Regions from separate parts of the Mus musculus genome. Here region 1 is linked to region 2. Evidence: chromatin contacts called from public Hi-C data. All regions are on one chromosome and are shown on one strand. Each heading gives the region's core, a stretch centred on a gene start, on an enhancer-like site or on the middle of the called end of the contact. The rest is flanking DNA. Distances are from core to core; before and after follow the strand shown.

Region 1 (3,576 bases), core at 734-3,233, 960 kb before region 2:
AGAGAGCTTCTTCTTTTTCTTTCTTTTTTTTTTTTTTTTGAAACATTCTTAAGCTACTCATTTCAATGACATTAACAGAAGGAAAAAAATCAAGAAGTTATTCTTCCATTTATTGAATTAAGCTCCCCACCCCTGCACTTTAATTTAATTAAAGAAGGGCAATGCTTTTTTTGTTTTTTGTTTTTTGTTTTCTCTCAAGACTCAGGTTGAACAGAGATAATTAAATGAAGGGAAGAAGTCATACAGCCCAATGCAGTTACCTTCATCTATCCATAAAAATGTGCAGCACACAAGGGGCGTTGGATACAGTTGCTCATTTTCCTCACTCAGGAGGTGTGTTTACAAGTAAGACTTTAAAAGCAACCCTGCCTTTGAAGAGCTGGTTGTACTATACATTTCGGTTGCTAGGGGGAGCCATGTATCCACTTTATTTGTTAAAGTTCTCCAAGCAGTGTGGGGCAGGCTTGTTGAAGCCCCATTGGTTTCTGTTGTTAAAGGTGTATTCCACAGAGTGCATGCTGGTGTTTAAAGAAAACAATGTATTTGAATCAGTGATACATCTTAAAGCATATGCTGACCATTCTGACCATAGCATCTTCTTTCTCCTAACCACAAAAGTTGATAGCATCCTAGATAGCTGTAGAATTTCCATTGCATTCATTTGTCATTTAATCTAGATAGGACAATAAATAACAGTAGATGACAGGGGAGCTGAAATGACACTGGTAGTCAGTTTCCACTTACATTTTATCCAAACCACACATGATAAATACAGGACAAGAAAAAGTCACTACCCTAGCAAATTCTGAGTGTTTAATTTCTCACAGGATTACATAGGAATACTGGGGTGAACTAAGTCACCCATCTGCATCCAACTTCTTTGTTACATCAGTGGCCAGAAGTCTCCTCTCAAAATTTTCCAGCAATCCGAAAAATTTGAGTATTTGAGAGAGTAAAATGATGTATGGCAAGAAGAGAAAGAATAAATATTATCCCTAATCCTTTTCATATATAAAAATACATTTATATTTAGTACACAATAATATTATATCAGTTATAATAATATAATTGATATTTTAAATTTGAAATTATATATAATTTATATAATATACTTATATAATATAAATGTATATTATTTTTATATAATATGAATCATATATTTATAATCACACTGATTCTCAACAATACTATTAAACAAATAATACTTCCCATACTCTACAGATAAAAAAACAGGCTCCCTGGAAAAAAGAAGAGTGACGCATTTAAGCGTTTCAGTTCATAACTTCTAGCATCCCATAAGCAAGACACGCTGGACAGCTTGTGTCAGCCAGCTCACACTGGCATTCTCTCTTGCCACATGGGGGAGTAAGAGCACCTGTTTGATATAGAACAGAACAGAAAGGCTCCACCCATGTCCTTGTACATCCTACAGGCAAGAAGCAGAGATAACAATAAACAGCATGGGATCGTCACTGTGAAAACTTCACCTCAGATCCTCCCATAACATCTGTGCCTTTCACACACTAAAGAATATTCTTCAGCTACTTTATAATTTTTCCATTGCCTTAGTTTTGACTTCTGATGATAAGGGTATAAAGGACACATCCAGGTACAGAGAACTAGCAGCTAGCAGACACCCTCAGAGTCCTTTGACCTAAGTGCCACCCCATGGGTTTGAATCTTCTTAGACGGAGTTGTAAATTGCATCAATCTGCCTCATTCCTGGTAGCGATGGAGATGGATAATAAGTGTGTTGGGGACAGGTATGAGTTTGTAGTTTCTGCTCAGTAGCAGATTTCTTGAGATGCTTGTTATGAGACTGTTAAACTTAAAAAGTGGCCTCTAAATATCTGGTCCTTAAAGCATAATGACCATACAAATCTAAATAATATGCTAAAATATCCTGTGACACCAATGTTTATAAAATGTAATCAGAATTCCTGCATGAACATAGAAATCAAATAATTCCAACATTTCAACATCCAGCTGGCATTGAAAAGTAATCTTTCACATATTTAAATCTGACTTTAATTAAATACAATAGAATGCCTTACAGAAAACTCAAGCCTTGCATGTTTTTTAACCAATAAGACAGAAGTATTGAGAGCACATAGAAAGTATTGGGGATTTTCATACTTGCGTTATACTAATGCAACATCGTTATAATGTATAGCTATAGGTTAATTTAGTCACCGGTAGTCTTATTACTAACATTAATTTATTCCATATTTCACAAAGCTAGATACAATCTTCAACAAATTTCATGGAAATAAATGTTATTTATGGAAAATAGGCTTTGCAAATACAATTTATTTTTCAGCTGGAAATTAGTTCACGAGAAATAATTCCCCAACGTGAGCTGACTTTGTGTAATGATCTTTGTGGTTGTTTTGATGTCCCTCTTTTGGGGCTTTTCTGTAATGAATGCATGCTGGGCTGACCTCAAGGCATACTAACATGAATGGCAGATGCTACTGGCCAAATCTCTGGCATGGCTTACAGGGATCTCTTCTGTGGGGAAGCTCGGTGTTCAGTAAGAGGTCAGCCTGGGGCGGAGAGCCGCCTGCTCTGGTTTGGTCATTCCTCTGCTTCCATATTAGATAACCTTAAATGCACAACGGAGCCAGCTAAGTAACCACACCAGTGTGCTCTAGAGAGTTTCCTAATTTTGTGTTGGAAGAGATTAATTTCGATATCACACTCTTTAACAGTTTTTCAATATTTGAGAGACGGTAGAGAAAGGGTCATTTTGTCACTGTGACTAAGAGGCAAGTATGCCCTGTCAACTTATTCTGTGATCCTTGAAGTAGTTAGGATGGCTACATTTACATACAAAGGCCTTTGGTAATTTAAATTAAGAAATCCTAAATGGCACTTGAGATGCACCTGAGAGAGACAAGTGCTTGCAGATATTCATTCACCCAGAAATTAAAGACTGTGCATAGTTTAGTAGGGCAAAAATACTAAGACGCACAATGTTTCTCATTACAAAATGCAGTTATTCTGCTTCGTTATGGTTTTAAAACCTCCTGACATTTACCATATTGATGAGTGTGCACTTGGATGATCAGTGCTGGACAGTTTCCTAGATCTTGTCATTGGTTGTATAACATCCTGTTTCAGTCGAGCATCATAGAGGGAGACACAAGAGCCGGAAAGTGGAACAACTGTTCTAAAATCCTATCATCCCGCTTAACACCCATAATACCTCATGGCAACAATAACGAAACTTCACCAATTAAGTTAAGGTATTTGGTTCCTATTGGTTGAGTTACAAAATGATATTTACATAGTAGTGGTTTTCCTTGTCCTAAATTCCCATTCAGAGCCATGCACCCAAATGAACATTGAAACAACATAGTATACTATAAAGGAATAAATGGTAGTTTAGCTTATGCCTTTATTTCTTATCTCTTTTCTCCAAGTGATAATGAAGATCTCATTTGCCATGCACAGACGCTTACATTCTCTTTTCTGAGAATATTTCTGATATTGTTGGCTTAAGAGAGAGAAATGCCATTTATTTATAAGCTTGCCTTATTAATCTACAGCTGTTCGTAAATATCTAAATTATCT
Region 2 (3,271 bases), core at 127-2,626:
TTTACTTAACCCATTCTTGATATTTTATTTTTAGCTTAACTCTCTAAGCTTAGTCATTACAAATAATTTAGGGTCAATTCAACCATAAATAAACAAGCTTTATCAAGTTTTCCCTTTTGGAGGGCGGGGGTGTGTGAAGGGTGTTCAAGACAGGGTTTCTCTGTGTAGCCCTGGCTGTCCTGGAACTCACTCTGTAGACCAGGCTGGCCTCGAACTCAGAAATCCACCTGCCTCTGCTTCCCAAATGCTGGGATTAAGGTCATGGGCCACCAATTTCAATTGTAGGTGCTAATCCCAACAACAGTTCACTCAAAATGGGAAGATCCAAAACTGGGAGAATCTCAGATTTCCCAGGGGCGTTGGAAACAGCAAATGAGCAAGTATGCAAGGTAGATGTAGGATTCATACTGAATTAGAAGCCAAAAGCAGTCGAATTGGACATTTCGACTATAGGATAAGAGTCCCCGAACAAATAGAAAAATGTCTCCAAACCTACAGCAAACTTAATTTCACAGTGCTTTTGGTTTTAATGATCTATACTGTTCTTGGAAATGGTCGTATGTTTAACACAATATTGTAGTATATTAGGCATTTGTTTTATTTCGGCACAAACAAAAACCGGGTTTTAACATTAGTGGGCTCTGGATCCTCCAGAAGGTATCAACTAATGAACAAACCCAGGAGCTTGTACAGTGTAAGAAGGCCGGGTTGATTCTGAGGCGCTGCAACACCTAGCTAAAAACAGGACACTGGTTTCGCAGTCTGCAGGTAACTCAAGCACAAACCCTGCTTTCAAGTTTCTGGCTGGGCTCAAGTACCCATCCCTAGGCCACGTGCCCTAGAAAAACACAGGAGCAGTTCTAGGACGTAGAACCTTCCTCCTCGCACCCCACGCCCTTTCCCAGGACTACCTACCTACTAGGGCCAAGCTCAGCCCCGCCAGCCCACAACACAACACTCCCCTCTCCCCCTTCCGGAAATTCCCCCGCCCACTACCCACGTGACCCACCACCTTCGCGCTCCACCAATCAGAAGCCACCTCAGCCTACTGGGGTCTCCGACGCTCCTCTTTTGAAAACGCAGCCTACGTCTCCTGCACCAGGCCCCGCCCCCCAGGGCGCTGACTACGCCCATTCCTTAATCCACCCCTCTCCCCCCTCCCCACCACGTTCAGACCCCACTTCTCCCTGCGCCCTCCCTTCCCGGGCTTCGCCCCACCCCGCCCCCGACCGCGCGCCCGCCCCGATCTCGCGAGATCTGACGTGCCCGCCGCGGCCTCCCGCCTCCCCTCCCGTCCTCCCGCCCCCTCCCCCATCTCTCCACTCTCCGCTCTCCTCCCTCCCTCCTCCCCCCTCCACCCTCTGGGCCGGATCTCGTCTCGCTGAGGCGGAGGAGGAGAAGGAGGAGGAGGACGTTCGGCCTGCGCAGTGAGATGTTTGTCCGTCGCCGCCGCCGCCGCCATCGCGGAGGAGCGCGATAAAGGGAGCCGAGCCCGGCGCGAGGGGAAGCCCGCGGAGCCGCCGCGCCAGCGCAGCCCCCGGCCGAGCCCGAGCCGCCCGAGCCCGAGCCGCCGCCCCCGCCGCCGCGGCCGCCCAGGGGCCGGCCCGCCGCCCAGCCCAGCCCGGGGGCCGCGCCGCCGCCCCCCGCCGAGCCCCGCGGCTGCCCTCCCGCCTTCAATGTGACACCGGCGCCTCCGAGTGCGAGCCGCAGCCGCCGCCGCCGTCAGCGCCGCCGCCGGGGAGGGGCCGAGCACCATGTCGAATCTGAGCAAAGGCACGGGCAGCCGGAAGGACACCAAGATGCGGATCCGGGCCTTTCCGGTGAGTCGGTCCTCGGCGCCCGGGACCGGGAGCCGCGGCCCGGAGCCGCACGCGAGGCCGGGGCTGAACTCCGCCAACAGGCCGCAGCCGGCCTCCCCTCCCCCCACGGCCGCCGCCGGTGGCGGAGCGCGAGGCTTCCCGGCAACGGGGCGGCGCGGGGCCGGGTCGGCCACCTCCGGGGCCGTTCCCCGCGCCCCGGCCGCCCCGGGGCCTCCTTCGCTCGGGCCTCGGGGGCCGCGGCCCTGAGGGGATGCGCGCTGTGGCCGCCGCACCCGTCGCGTGGGGCGTGTGTGTAACTTTTAGCGTGCGGTTTCCAGAAGGAGCCGGCTCGGCTTTTACGGCGGTGGGGAGGACTGTCCACCTCTGCTCGACTCCGTAGTCAGGGGCGGTCTTGCCATCCCACTGCCCCACTCACTGACAGAGATGCTAGAAATGCCCACTGGCAAAACACTAGGAGCATAGTATTTATAGCATCCTTGATCCTGCAAAGCTTCCTAAGCGCTTGACCCACTCCGGTTCAGAATCGCCCCTCCACTTCTTGGAGGGCCAGGCACAGCTTTTCCGTGTCTTAGTCAAGGAGGTCCCCAAGAATAGTTGCCACTCAGACTTGTTTTACCTTGTACGTTTTTAGCGACAGCAAACATTTGCTCTTCAGAAACTTTTCCTCTTGGCGTTACGTTGAGTCATAGGCTTGCGGTGTTTAGTAGATGGAGTAGTATGTAACTTTGGATGTCATGCCTCGATCAGATAGCCAGTGGCAGGCAATTAAAATGTCCTGTTGTAACAAACTGGACGTACTTGCTCGTGTCGCTACAGTGACAGGTAAATGTCAAATAGACAAGCCATCAGTGGAGCAGAATTGTAAAAGTAAAACGGAGGGAGGTTGTTTTTCCCTTCTAAGACTCATAAGCATTCTGTCGTGTGGGAGGGGAAGGGGGCCTTTGTCATCACTTTTTGAACAGGCTTTTCCTGAAGTACCCTTTGCTGTGAGGAATGAAAGACCACGATAGTATTGTCTGAGTTAAGTAACTTTGCCTTGGAGAACTTGAGGGCCTCTGAATTCCTCATCCCAAAGAAGTGTACAAGCGATGCAGAATTGTGACTTTGCAAGGGACATATTGTCAGCATGTAAAAACTTGCACCTTTATGTAAATAAATGGGCTCTATGTTAACATGTAGGGTATAATCAGGAGGACGAGATACTTTAATAATAATTGCATTATGAACGATTTTTTTAAGTAAATAAGAGATTACACCAGAAAGTGAGAAATGCTAGAAACACAGTGCCAATAAAGGTAACTATTATGTTTTCCTTTGTAATTGGACAGTGAGCCAGGTTTATGAACTTGAATAATTTCCCTACCTAATCAACCACCCAAGTGATTGTCAAATCCACATCCTTCCCTCTTTTTTTTTAAGCGAATTCAGACATGGTTGTTTTTTATGTTTTA

The links. A called contact is a pair of places that touch in the nucleus more often than the background predicts.
Region 1: a contact with region 2 is called in a Hi-C map of the N1E-115 cell line, with 4 times the contacts expected there. The contact joins the enhancer-like site here to the promoter of Cul3 in region 2. A contact is called at or near these places in 2 of 39 promoter capture datasets (cranial neural crest and hippocampal neurons), 1 of 484 Hi-C or Micro-C datasets (the N1E-115 cell line) and 3 of 115 datasets of contacts at active chromatin or transcription factors (differentiating embryonic stem cells, embryonic forebrain and stem cell-derived neural progenitor cells).

What each region holds. Positions count from the first base shown.
Region 1 is chr1:81,298,723-81,302,298 of GRCm38.p6, reverse strand. The region is part of intron 6 of Nyap2 (neuronal tyrosine-phophorylated phosphoinositide 3-kinase adaptor 2); the gene reads right to left. Among named protein-coding and RNA genes, the nearest start is that of Nyap2, 220 kb to the right of the region's middle. Within about 2 kb of position 1,983, at least 19 of the 459 cell types and tissues checked have an H3K27ac peak or open chromatin away from gene starts, as enhancers often do. A contact at or near this core is called in the N1E-115 cell line, where this site is marked.
Region 2 is chr1:80,338,795-80,342,065 of GRCm38.p6, reverse strand. Cul3 (cullin 3) reads left to right here and starts at 1,376. Exons shown (of 16, transcript NM_016716.5): 1 at 1,376-1,820. The coding sequence starts at 1,755. Gm39667 (a long non-coding RNA gene) reads right to left here and starts at 1,153. Exons shown (of 2, transcript XR_865570.2): 1 at 916-1,153; 2 at 1-838.